Linked DNA regions of Larimichthys crocea: region 1 is linked to region 2. The links are chromatin contacts, called in public Hi-C maps. All regions are on one chromosome and are shown on one strand. The core of a region is the stretch at or near the end of the contact, and the rest is flanking DNA. Distances in the headings are between cores, read along the strand shown. Region 1 holds the start of irx3a (iroquois homeobox 3a). Region 2 holds the start of irx5a (iroquois homeobox 5a).

What was found. Hi-C and Micro-C count contacts between places; a contact is called where the count stands out from the background.
Region 1: a Hi-C map of muscle shows a contact between it and region 2, with 5 times the contacts expected there. The contact joins the promoter of irx3a here to the promoter of irx5a in region 2. A contact is called at or near these places in 3 of 7 Hi-C or Micro-C datasets (all in muscle).

The regions. Positions count from the first base shown.
Region 1 is chrVIII:21,918,093-21,924,367 of L_crocea_2.0, reverse strand. It overlaps irx3a (iroquois homeobox 3a), which reads right to left and starts at 2,321. Exons shown (of 2, transcript XM_019261476.2): 1 at 1,760-2,321; 2 at 1-1,149. The coding sequence starts at 1,978. The coding sequence ends at 88.
Region 2 is chrVIII:21,732,677-21,739,288 of L_crocea_2.0, reverse strand. irx5a (iroquois homeobox 5a) reads left to right here and starts at 5,104. Exons shown (of 3, transcript XM_019261480.2): 1 at 5,104-6,612. The coding sequence starts at 6,588. The region is part of intron 3 of LOC113746382 (a long non-coding RNA gene); the gene reads right to left.

The DNA of each region.
Region 1 (6,275 bases), core at 1,072-3,571, 190 kb before region 2:
AGACGAAAGGAGGTCTAAAATAATAGAAATGAATGACGGGCAATGGACTAGTGTCTTTGTTTTTGTGGTTATTTATACATGCGCGTCTCAGTGTCGGGGACATGTACCTGTGACTGGAGTCTCTGAACTATGACTCTTGTCCTCCGTTTGCCTGCTGCTGTAGAGGGCCAGGCCGGTGGCAGTGGCCTGGTTTGCCAGTCCCAGATAATGATTTGAGTTCAGTAAAGCCAGCTGATGCGCCGAGAAGGCTCGGTTCGTCCAGTTCTGGATTTTCCCAACTGGACAAGAAGAGATGAGTCTGTGAGGGGCGATTATGTTCTGGGCGGCCGGCCCTGCGGAGTTGCTGCCGTTCATTTGTGGCGATTTACGCGGATTGTCAGGGGCCGTGGCTGTCTCTGCCAAAGACCAGATCTTTGGCTTTTGGGCTGGGGCTGGGTTGTTTTCTGAGGGCGGTGAGCTAACGGACACCGGGTTCAGTTTGAGTTGTTCACCGTTTGGTTGGGACGCTTTGGTGTCCAAAGAAGCGTGATGATGGTGGTGAGGGTGGCTGTGGAAGTGCTCTCCTCCTCTCTCCACGTCTTTGCCCTCTTTCCCCACAGCCTTTAGAAACCTCTGGTCGGGCCCTTGTAAATCCTCATAGCCGTCAGAAATCTCAGAGTCACTCCTCCCGTCTAGTTTAATATCTGAATGCAGGTCGTCCTGGTCGTCCAAGTCGTCCTTGTTCTCAATATTTTCCGTGTCGATGTTCTCCAAGTCGATCTCCTCCTCGTCCTCCCTCTTGTCCCCCTCCTCCCCCTCGTGATCGCTGGAGTAAACATTTCCCTCTTCGTCGGTGCGGTTTCGGGGGGCCCAGGTCATCTTGTTCTCCTTCTTTAGCCTCCTCCTGGCGTTGGCGAACCAGGTGGACACCTGGGTGAGGGTCATTTTGGTGATGATGGCCAGCATGATCTTCTCGCCCTTGGTTGGGTAGGGGTTCTTGCGGTGCTCACTGAGCCAGGCCTTCAGGGTGCTGGTGCTCTCCCTGGTGGCGTTTTTGGGTCTGGACGGGTCACCGAACTGATATTGGCCATATGGATAAAAAGCAGGGTGATGATGGGCAAACCCTGGGTGCTGGACACCAGGACTGTCTTTCAGTTCATACTGAGCACCCTGCAAAGACAAAATACCAAAGAGTCAGATTAGACTTAAAATATTAATTCCACAAGATACTTTGTGTTTCTTCTTCATGATAAATATAATCATACCCAACAGAATGGTATGTTGAAACACAGTCATAAAACAATACTGAGGTTATTATTAAAGTGTAAACAAACAAAACGGTTGATGTATTTTTCTCACAACTTGTATAATAAATTAAGTTCCACAAGCTTCACATCTGAATGAAATAAATTAAGCGTTTAAAATATGTTTAAACGGAAACACATCCGAGAACAAGACTTTACTTTTCTACACTTTGTTCCACACCTATAGCCTCATGTAAACCTCCCACAGCGCATTGCATCATTGCATTAACTCTTTTGCGACGGGTTTCGGGAAATTGTGTGCCAACAATAAGCCCGAAGTACAGTTTGTTACTAATGTGTTACTTTTTAACCACTTTGAACTCAATTTCACCAAAGATTCAGCGAGTTCACCGCGGCGCTCTGAAAGTTTAAAGTGCCGACAAACCTCCCCAAAAGGCCCGTGATGTTTATTTCTTTTAATTTTACGCGTAACATAAAAAGTTCTGGATGAGTTAAGAAAGAGCAGAGTGACTTACCAATTGATTGAAAATTGATATATCGTTTGAGTAGGGTAGAAACGCTCCATAGCCCTGCGCTGCTGCGGCGAAAGGAGATCCATACATAGTGGAGAGGACGTTGGAGAGTGCGCCGGACGGACTGAGCTCTGTCCCGGACCGGGCATTGCTGCCGATCCCCTGGCGCTCCGGCGGGTATATCGGTCGGATGTACTGATATCCCAGTTGAGGGAAAGACATGGTGGTAGGAAAAGGGGAAAAAGTCTGCTGCAATCACACAAAGCAAGGGAATTGCCTCGATATCCACTTTTACAGTGTGAGCATGTGAGCAACAAAAGGTGCAAGCAAGGGAAGTCTATATTTCCTCGGGAACAGCCAGTGTAAACGATCCGGTTGCGCCCCTTATTTCTTCCTCTTCTTCTTCTTTCCACCCTCACTTCCCTATTGATCTGGATGGACTAAGGTCAGGTCCTTACAGATTGCTTTAGATTATTGGGACTCCCTTGCTCAGATTGACATTTCTAGTCGTTTAGAAGCCCCTCCTATTTCTCAAATCTCACCCCTCTCATATACACCACACACCAAACCGCCTCTCTCTCTCCCCCTCCCTCCTTGTCTCTCTCTCTCTCTCTCTCTCTCTCTCTCTCTCTCTCTCTCGGATAAGTGCACACTGACGTCGCGAGCTCTTATTTGAATGGGGTTTCAAATCACATTTTATGGCTCGCCAATCTACTTCATTTGTTGTTTTATTCGCGTCTGTCCTCACCATATTTTTTTGTGTTAATTCACATTTTTCGGCCATTTGCACAACAGTGAGCATTTTGGTGTCAGTGACTGATAAACTTTTTTTTTTTTTTTGGCTGCAGTTTAATAGGCTGCACAAATACAGAAGAAACTTTCATTTTGTCGAAGCAAACTCGGAGACTGACCTACAAGAGGACATCGGTTAAAAAAGTTAAATCGGGAAGTAAAGGTTAAGTTTAAGACCATTTAAAGACAGACAGTTTTCCTCTCTCTCTCTTTTTTTTTTTATTAATGGGAAATAGTTTACACACATCTTTCTGAATGCACATCTATATTTAAAACATCTTATTTTCCAGTATCAGTAGGATATATATGTGTGTGTGTATATATATGAGAAACAAACCTGAAAATAATTCATTCATTAATTAATGTGATTGTAACTCCTGACGGTGGTCATGTCTTGTAATGACCCTGGATCACAGGTTATAGACACCTTTTTTATTTATCGCTGTATCACTGGTGCAAGCTGTGTTTTCTGACACCGGTTTGGAGGTGTCACGGGATCTTGGTGGCAACCGAATCGAAGTCATTTCATTCTTTAATTTGAGACATCAAACGGGTGGCATGTAGCCACTTGACATCAAAGAGACAGCTGATGATAGGCGCATTACACTGTTAATGAAGACTAAGTGTAAAGTACCAGCAATGATAAGTAATAAACACTTTAGTGGATTGGGCTGGGAGGATGTTGATTCCGGGAATAAACAAGAGGAAGACCAACAAATATATGTATAAAAAAAAACAATACATATGCATTCCTTTTATTAAAACAACCACAATACTACTAGCATAATATAATAATAATAATATTAATACATTAATAATAATAATGAATAATAATAAAATACAATAAATAATACAATAAGAGTAAATAACCAGGTCGCTTGAAGAAAAGATTAAGTCAACAAACAATTTGGTGATTTTAAATAAAGTCTCTTAATCCACAAAAAAAAAAAAAAAAAAAAAAAAAAAACGATCATCCGGGCTGACTGACTGCACTTTAAGAAATCCTTTTGACAATTTTGATGCAACCTGATGTTTCTTGTAAATAATACGGATTAAAATAAAACAAGAGAGTCAGAATTGAAATTCCATGAATCAATACATCAAAGTGTGTACGGGACAACCCTAATCGCATTTCAACCCGATTTTGTACCAGCATCTGTTTTGTTAATCGTTTGCAAAACAACCGCAGAGGTTGAATTATGATTTGACGCACTTTATTAGAATAAGGTAAGTCTTAATGTATTATTGACAGCGAGATGGAATCTCATCAATCTCAGTTTAGTTTTGATAATGCGATCCGGTTTTCCAGGAACTCTGAACTTGTATAAACCTTTAATCTTCTTTTGAAGCAGATAGTTATCATTGTCTGGGAGGGATAATAGCAGCTATAATTTCTTATATAGGGCTAGCCATAAGGATACGCCTTGTTTCTGTAAAACTCTGTCCTGAATCTGTGTGTGTTCTTCGCCGACATCCACCCCAACCCGGATTATGGGGTTATTAATTACAGCGGCTTGCTGGTGCCATCCGACCGGAATGGTAATCACTACATAGCAGTCAATAGCACGCTCACACTTAACACACACTCGTGCGCGCGCATACACTCATAAGATCGACCTGCAAATTGAGAGGGTCCAGACAGTGAAGTGATGGGTGGTTAAAGATAAGTGGATGGTATTTGACATTTAGATACACAGCAGCATAATAAGTGTAAAGAAGAAAGAGACGTTTAAGAAGAGGTGGGGGGAATATCACGTCCAAACATCACGTTTCAGAAGAGAAGAGACGAGAGAGAAGAAAGAGAGATGGTTCATGCCTGTGTGTGTGTGTGTGTGTGTGTGTGTGTGTGTGTGTGTGAGAGAGAGAGAGAGAGAGAGAGAGAGAGAGAGAGAGAGAGAGAGAGACAACGTGGCTGGGCCGTAATAAACGTTAGAAACGAGAGTATAAATCTGAGAAGTCCAGCGAGGTGTCTGCCTGCTGGTGTCCGCTAAGCAGCGCTCCGACTCCGGATGGACACGTGTCTCATTCCCGGGACCATGTCGCTCGGAGGTGCACCCCCCCCCTCTTCACTCCACCCACGCCAAGGGCTGTGTCTGATTTATTGCCTCCAATCAAACGCACCACGCACTAACTTAACACTTTCACACCGACCCGGGAAACTGGCGTAGCCATAAAAGCATTAAGACGCCGCTCCCCTCTCTCCTAAAGAGAGTCTCAGTAAACAGTAAACTAACCTCTGCTTGACTTCCGTACACACACACACACACACACACACACACACACACACGGGGATAGGCCATTCAACACAACAAACACCAAAAGAACTGTAGACGCAGAGAAATAATCTTGGTAATTTTATTTGATTTAAATGTCACAAATCCCATTATTATTATTATTATTATTATTATGATTATTAGTCGCTTACATCTACTTTAAATTAGTTTTCTTAATTCTTGTGGAAGAATGCTGGGAGCACGTTGGAGCCAATTTAATTTGTAGGTGCTGTAAAAAAGAGGGCAATCATACACGAGTGACTTGAGGGCTGTTTTGTAGAGAGCTCTTTGACGGTAATTATGCAGATGACACAATTTCACATTCTCATAAGCAAACATACACGGCCTATCGCTCAACAGTAGTTCCTTATGCAATACACAGGGCACCAGCGACACGTCGCAAATGATGAGCCGAGGCTCTGCAAAACAGGCGAGATCAAAGGCTTCAAACAGAGGCACTTGAAATTACACATTTGGATCTTTTCCATAACGCCCCGGTGACAGGAAGGAAAAAAATCTAACACATCTCTTATCACACATGGAATCAATTTTAAGGGAGCCCTTGCTGATCAACATCGGTTAATTACAGTGACGAATGAGGATTTAAAAAGAAAACGCAATTAATGACCCTTGGATGTAGTTTGATGTGTGTGTGTGTGTGTGTGTGTGTGTGTGTGTGTGTGTGTGTGTGTGTGTGTGTGTGTGTGTGTGTGTGGGAGAGAGAGAGAGAGAGAGAGAGAGAGAGAGAGAGAGAGAGAGAGAGAGATTTAGGATTTCTTGACTTGCTTGGCAAACCAGCTCTCATTTTATTAAGCAGTTCTTGAAAGGGGACCTTCACCAAAATGCAGTAGCTTGCAGAGTTTGTTACTCACGAGAATTTCGCATCCTCAGTGTCATGAGCAGAAACTGCTGCTGCAAATCTTATATATGATGCAGTGGAATGATTTGCAGCCTTTTCAATATGATCAAGAAAAGCCACCGGGCAGCTGAAGTCAAATATATATAAGCTACCATATATTTGACATGTGTCAGGATGAAGAAACTAAATGAGGAAACAGTCTCAGCGTAATTTTTAAAAGTGACTATTTGTATTATCCTATCTCATTACAAAGCAATTATTTTTTTTGCTGTTGGAAGTATACTGTTGTTGTTAATCAGAAATGTTCCTCAGCTGGTTTAAACTTAAATCTGTGGGTAACCTAAAAAACTAGCTGTGCAACACATTCAATCTCTAAATATGCTCTTTCAAACCATGTCCCATTAGGGTGAAATAAAGGTCCAATAAATCTTGCAGTGTTTAAAGAACAGTGAAGCTTAATCCAATAAATGAATTAGTTTCTAAAATTAATTGTTCTTAGCAGCAGAAGCAAGTGTACTTTGAAAATACATTTAAAGTTTAATTTTTTCACTGTTAGGATGATTTAAATAGTATAATTTTAATTACATTACACCAA
Region 2 (6,612 bases), core at 3,855-6,354:
ACTGCAGTAAGACAATAAAATATGGGAAGCAGAGCTGAACACTTTGGGTTTTAATGAGTTAAGATAGATTTAGAATAACATTACACTGTATCCCATTGAGATTTTCAGTTAACTACAAAGACAATTGAGCACTGCTTATTCCCTGTGTGATAACACAAAGTAAGGAGCATACTATAGAATGCTTAGCTTAATATTAATATGACACTCACAATCATAAAGACAAGGTCTAAATTGAACACCTGGCACCATCTTAATTTCAAGCAAGCAAGCTTTCTGCAAGCGCAACTGTCCTGAAACAAAACAGTGGCAGCGGAATACTTCGGTATCAAGAGAGGGGAAAAGAACATAGAGCCTTGTTGGCATTGTTGTTGCCACAGATTATACATGACACACCAAATAAAAGAGGCTGATTGTAAGATGTTTAAATGTATCAGAGGCATGGGAGAGGAAACTTAATGCCTCAGCACTGGGAGATGGAGAATGTGACTGGGCACGTGCGGAATGCAGAGTGGCAAGAGGAAAGCGGCAATCTAAATTTCTAATGCTGAGGATGTTTCCCATTCTGTGTTTATGAAACATGGCTGCCGGGACTACAAAGGTAAGGGGATACAGCATCAAAGTCTGCCCTGACAAAAACAAAAAAGCAACAATGCTGCAGTGGAATGCATGACAGAACATAATACTCCACCCTCCTCCTTCTCCTCTCCCCTAAGCAGTCTCATTTGATTACAGTGTAGCAGGCCCCAAATCAACCCCTTAGTCCCAACTCTCGCTCCCCACTGGTGCTGTGAGTAGGAGGTAGAACACAACTTGCCAAAGTGGCCTGGGAGGAGAGGTGATGTTGTGGAGCAGAATCCCTCATTTGGGGAACAAAAGAACATGGGAATGGGTGAGCCGAGGTGTCCACGGCAAGGGGTGGAAAGCTGTTGTTGTCCCTAGTGTGGCGACTGAGGCAGAGACTGCATGTCTGATGACGGCCAGGCAGCATATCGCTTACAGGCCCTCTCAGCAGAAGCCCCTCGCATGTCCGTCTCCAGCCACAGAGTTTGCCCTCTACTTAAGGCAACAAGAGTCAGGCACAGCATTACAAGCCTATTAAAAGATACTTTTAATTATGCCCCGCTCTCCCGGGATCACTTCTTCCATGAACTCTGTGTTTCTTTGGCATGTGCACTTAGGAATGGCACAACCAGAAGCACGTGTTGTTTTCTGCCTCCAATTAAAGGGCATGTTGACAGATTAAGGCTGCTGCTGGTTTGTGCTTCACTAACGCATTTAAAGGAAGATGATGAACATGGACAGAGGAGGGAGGGCGGGGGGGGGGTCTCAAAGAGAGAGAGAGAGATAGAGATAGAGAGAGTGAGAGAGGCTGATAGAAAGAGAAAGAGAAAGAGAAAGAGAAAGAGAAAGAGAAAGAGAAAGAGAAAGAGAAAAAGGAGAGAAAGAACATGCACATGAACCCTGAGGGATTAATGTGTTTACATTACCTGGGCTGTGATCTATCACCAACCTCGTCAACTTCTATTATGCATCACATACATAAGCGAGCAACAGATCTGGGAGCCCCTGCAACTCACTCATACTATTTCTATTGGATTAAGTCAGTGCAAATATCTAGGGCACAGCTCCCACACTGTGGTTTTAGCATTCTGGTAGTCATTTGATTTGTACGTTGTATCACTTTACCTTCATGCAGGCATTGCGGGAGTACCTCCTACATGCCTGAAGAGCTTTACGTAGTATGGGATTTAGATGATTACCATATGGCACCTATAGCACCTTCAAAACAAACATGCTATTTAGCTGTAGGTCTGGTTAGAAAACAGTCCGGCATGGAAAGCTCCTCAGATCATGAATCAAAATATACAGGTACACACTAGTGAGAGGAATAGGGGAGTATTGAGTTTGTGGATTCACCATCTGTGATATTCACAAACAGGAGGTATATTTTGTCCCAGCTGTAGAGGCAGGTCTGTATTGTGTGTAAAACCCTTGCTTGCTAAGGTCTGGCTTCTGTACATAGATGCTGACAGTGGATTCTACAGCAGGGGCCCCTGAAAGAGCTCATAGTCACACTCAGGCTTCATTATATCCAATCAATATTCGTTTAGTCACTGAGCCTATTGACTTATTTCTGAAATAATATTACAGGTCATTTGTCTTGTCATGGAATAGGGAGAATTATCCCTTTTATACCATCCCCCATTAGGAAAAGGGGGAATGGGGTGAGTCTGGATACGCCCTATGGATACAACTGTAAATAAATATTTTTGATAAAACACTGAAAGATCAATGGGTGCTTCCTGTGATCCATCTCAAGCTAATCAATCATCATCTGCGCAGCTGGCAGTGTGAAGCAGGAGGACGGTGTGGCAGTGGGAGAAGGGTGCAATCTTTGTCTGATACCTCTCATTTTGGAATCGCTTCTCATAATAGGGTCATCATTTCATCACTTAGCCTATCCAGAGCCCTGCCACTCAGCCTTGCGGGGATCATGTGGAGTAGAGAGAGGAAGGGGGGGTGCGGCAGACAGGCCCCCATCAGGAGTATACTGAACGAACACACACACGCACGCACACACACACATACAGTCCCACTCCATACATCTTCATTCAGATCTATAAAAGAAAAAAAAGAGATCACAAGAACAGAAAAGAGATCAGAAAATAGATTCTCTCTTCTGAAAGCCAAATTGGCTCATTGTGCTCCATGTAAACTGTGTGATTTTCGAAGCCGAATAAAATGAAGTTTGAGCTGTGCATCAGCTCATGATGTGAGTGATGGTTGTGATATCAGGAGAAACGTGAAACTTTTCTATATAAACAATCACAGAAGTGTAGCGACAACTGCATTCTGCGGAGCTTACTGAATTATTTGAAACACACAAAATATGATAACTATAAATGCCCAACTGAACATTACATTACAGCTTATGTGCTGTAGTGTAATGACATCTGTAAAAAGTGAATTTAATTGGTGCCATGTTAAGGTTTCATCTGCATGTGTGTGTGCTTATGTGTGTGTGTGTGTGTGTGTTGGGACGTTGGGAGGGGTGTATTTCACTGACTGCTTGGTGACATGAGACTTCCTCAACATGGATCTGAACAAATTCAAAACAAAGACAAACAAACAGTGAATTATTATTTTTAATACATCTGGAAAATAATAAAACAACAACTTTGTAAGAGTAACTAAAAATGACAAACAGACAAAACTGAAGTAACAACCAAAGTCAAGTCTTTCCCATTTTTTAAATGCCTAAATAGAAACAGGCAAAATTATTGCTGTATTTTCATAATAATAGCTAATTGTCGCATGTATAGGATGCCAGTTGTTTAGTCAAGCAGCATAGTGCACATATGTTTAATCATTTAATAAACCCCCTCTTCAAAAAAAAAAAAATGCAAGGTCAAAAATAAATTACATCCATTATTTGCAGCAGATCTCCCCAAAGCATTTGGAGCGAAAACTGTTTTGAATTTCAATTGGCTTCCAAGTGGCAAAAGCCCTCAGCTAATACATCAAAGAAAAATTGGTGTCAACTAATCGGTTTAGGACACAGATTTAGAATGGTTAAAAATCCCATGAATACTTCAAGCATTTTTTTTTTCTGTATACCACTAAAGGCTTGGGAGCAGTACAGCTGACCTTGTGCGCTCCAGAAACCTGTCCGCCACTCGACATTAACTGACTGTTTAACTCACCCAGCCACGCAATTAGTCCGCCACAACGCATAATGTTGTGTAATAATACCCTCTATATCCAATTTAGATTACACTTGCTCCCTCAGGCATTTTAAATGACATGCATCATCTTTCATTCACTTCTTCTTTGCCACGTAAAGCCGTTTTCATGCGTCAATACCGACCTCGTTCTCTAAAGGGGGGAGAGAAAAAAGTAGATAAAAGAAAACAAAAAAACAAAACAGAAGAATACCCGAAGAGCAAGCGATGAAGTTAGAGGCTGTCAAAAACAACACATAAAGATTTAGATTTGGACCCGCACATTGCGTGAGAAGAGTCCACTTTTTTTTTTTACGCATCTAAAAACTGAGACGCATCTTTTTCCAAATCTAAAAAAAATAAATAAAATAAAAACGCAAATGACCAAAACTATACTCACCTACACCTCCTCCTTTATCAGTGCAGTGCTGAGAGGTGGAAGCAGTTGCCATAACCTACTCCTATTATAGTCTCCGTGATCTCAAATTATGGGTCCTCCTCCTACTTCAGAAAACCAAAACGCATTAAGGAGGACACATGACACAGGCTGTCTCCTCTAGAAAACTTCGTCGGATGGATAAATAATAAAATCAAACGCATATTGTCAACTAATTCTTGAACCGCTCACATGGCACAAAGTGTGCTAAAATGTGGAAGTGTTCTTTTATATCTCGGGATATATACATGACGGACAATGATTTCATTATAAGCGGAATACACCCGTGTCTAATAATGACTCTATTTTTTTTTTCCCCACAGCTTTAACATAAGTAAGAATGATAATTGCCGGTATCAACGGTTTCAATTGGTTCTTCTTGTAGCTGTTGTTATGAGAAAAGTTCCGGCAATTAGTTGATTGTCTGCACACTACAGGAGGCTGTGAAACTAGGTCTCATCGTATCACTGTCATCTGATTAGACTATACTGTAGGGTCGCTTTGTGTATCCATCCTTCTCTCTTTATTTCCTCTCTCTCTCTCACTCTCTTCTTCTTTCTTTTTTTTTTAAGTCTGCGTCGGCTCCCACTGTACCAGCGTCATCATTCTTTGCTCTCTAGAGGTTTTCAGAGCGTAAAAAAAAAAAAAAACAAAAAAAAAAACACGTGACAGTGTGTGCACACACTCTTTAGCAGCGCCTACAGCGATCCCTTTCGGCTTATCTGAGACTTGAACTGGAAAGTCAATCACCAGAATGAAAATGGCTAGTAGCTGTTTGAAACGCAGTCAGTAATATTTAGAACAGACTGCTTAAAATTTTAAAGCGGCTAAATTAAATTACGGAAGCCCTATAAATTATTTCTAGAACATTTATCTGAAATAACAACAATAATAATGACAATTATCCGAGAGGATTCGGCAGGTGTCTAATGTCAGTTAAATATATTTTTTAAAAAGTAATTGCAGTGGCATTTTAATTAATTTAAGATATCCTGTATTTCAAGACTGTGATCAAACCAGATCACATCCACTGGTCCAGGTGGGTTTGGTGTGGTTGGCACTAATCTGTCCTGTCTTGAGAGTTTATGACTTTCACTGAGTGTGTATCTCTGATTTATTGCAGCAAACTATTTAGCCGTCGCCACAATGAACCTTTCGGACACAAGTGGCGGCGCACACAGAACACACTTCAACAATCCCGAAATATGAATGTCGATAAGGCAAAAGTTTGTTTACACACACACACACACAACTATTCTGATAGAGTTGTTCAGCCGACTGTTTGCGCCATCTTACTTTGACTTTCCAGTTGTCATAAATCTTACCAATGCAATATTCATCTGGCGTTAGAAAGTCGACGTGCATAATAATCCATTTGAAACTCCCACTGCGGATTTTAACGCAAAGGCGCACGGAGATCACGGAGCATCATTCTGTTGATTTAACGCACACACTTTAAAATGACGACTTTTTTTTCTTTTTTTACGCACAAAATGGAAAAAAAAAACAAAAAAAAAGAATAACAACAAAAAAGAGAGAGAGAGCACAGCAGTGGAGCGTCTGTTTAATTCCTGCCGGTATCTTGCAAGCCCACATCCTGGCATGCAACAGCCGATTTGTTATTGATCAAGTGTGAAAGTGACGGCTTCGTATTTGGTTCAAAAAAAAAGAGAGAGAAAGAAAGAAAGAAAGAAAAGGAGAAAAAAGAGAAAGAAGCGAGTTGGGAGTTGACAGACTCGCATGATGTCGCCATCCAAAGGGGGGCTGCCAGGCGCACTTGAGACTTACTGCAACGAGCCTTGTTAAAGAGGGAAAAAAATAGAGAAATAGAGAATGAGAAGGATTGTTAGTTAACGCGAGAGGGAGGGGGTGAGGAAGAAACAGAGAGAGCGAGAGGGAGAGAGAGAGGGGGAGAGAGAGAGAGAGAGAGAGAGAGAGAGCATGGATTTGGGCAGGGCTGTGGTTACCCAGCATAAGCTTGCCTTTTCCTTCGGCGACTACACCCCGAGAGGAGGAGCGTAGTAGGCGTCGGGATCCTCAATTTTTCAACTTAGCATCTTGGCAGGACATTTTCCCAAGCAAAGCCCCCGTTCGACGGGTAAAAAAAAACTTCTGCGCGGGCATGAGAGCGACGGTGCAACTCAGATAAGGGAGCAAGAACAGAACAGAAAACCAAAACCAGACAAAACATCCGACGGGCAGTGGCTGACTGGCTGGCAACGACCAAAATAATCCACCCAACATCTAAACCTCTCTTTATTTAATCACTTTTACTTTTTGCCTTCACCATTGTCATTTAGAAGGAGGAGGGGGGGGGACAGACAGCGGGTCTGCAGACACACGGCTCTATGCGCTCCGACAGCAGCGCATGAGAAAATAAAGAGGGGAAAGTGCGCAAGTTAAGTGGCTTACACTCTCCGGGCTCCAGCATGGCGTATCCTCAGGGCTACTTGT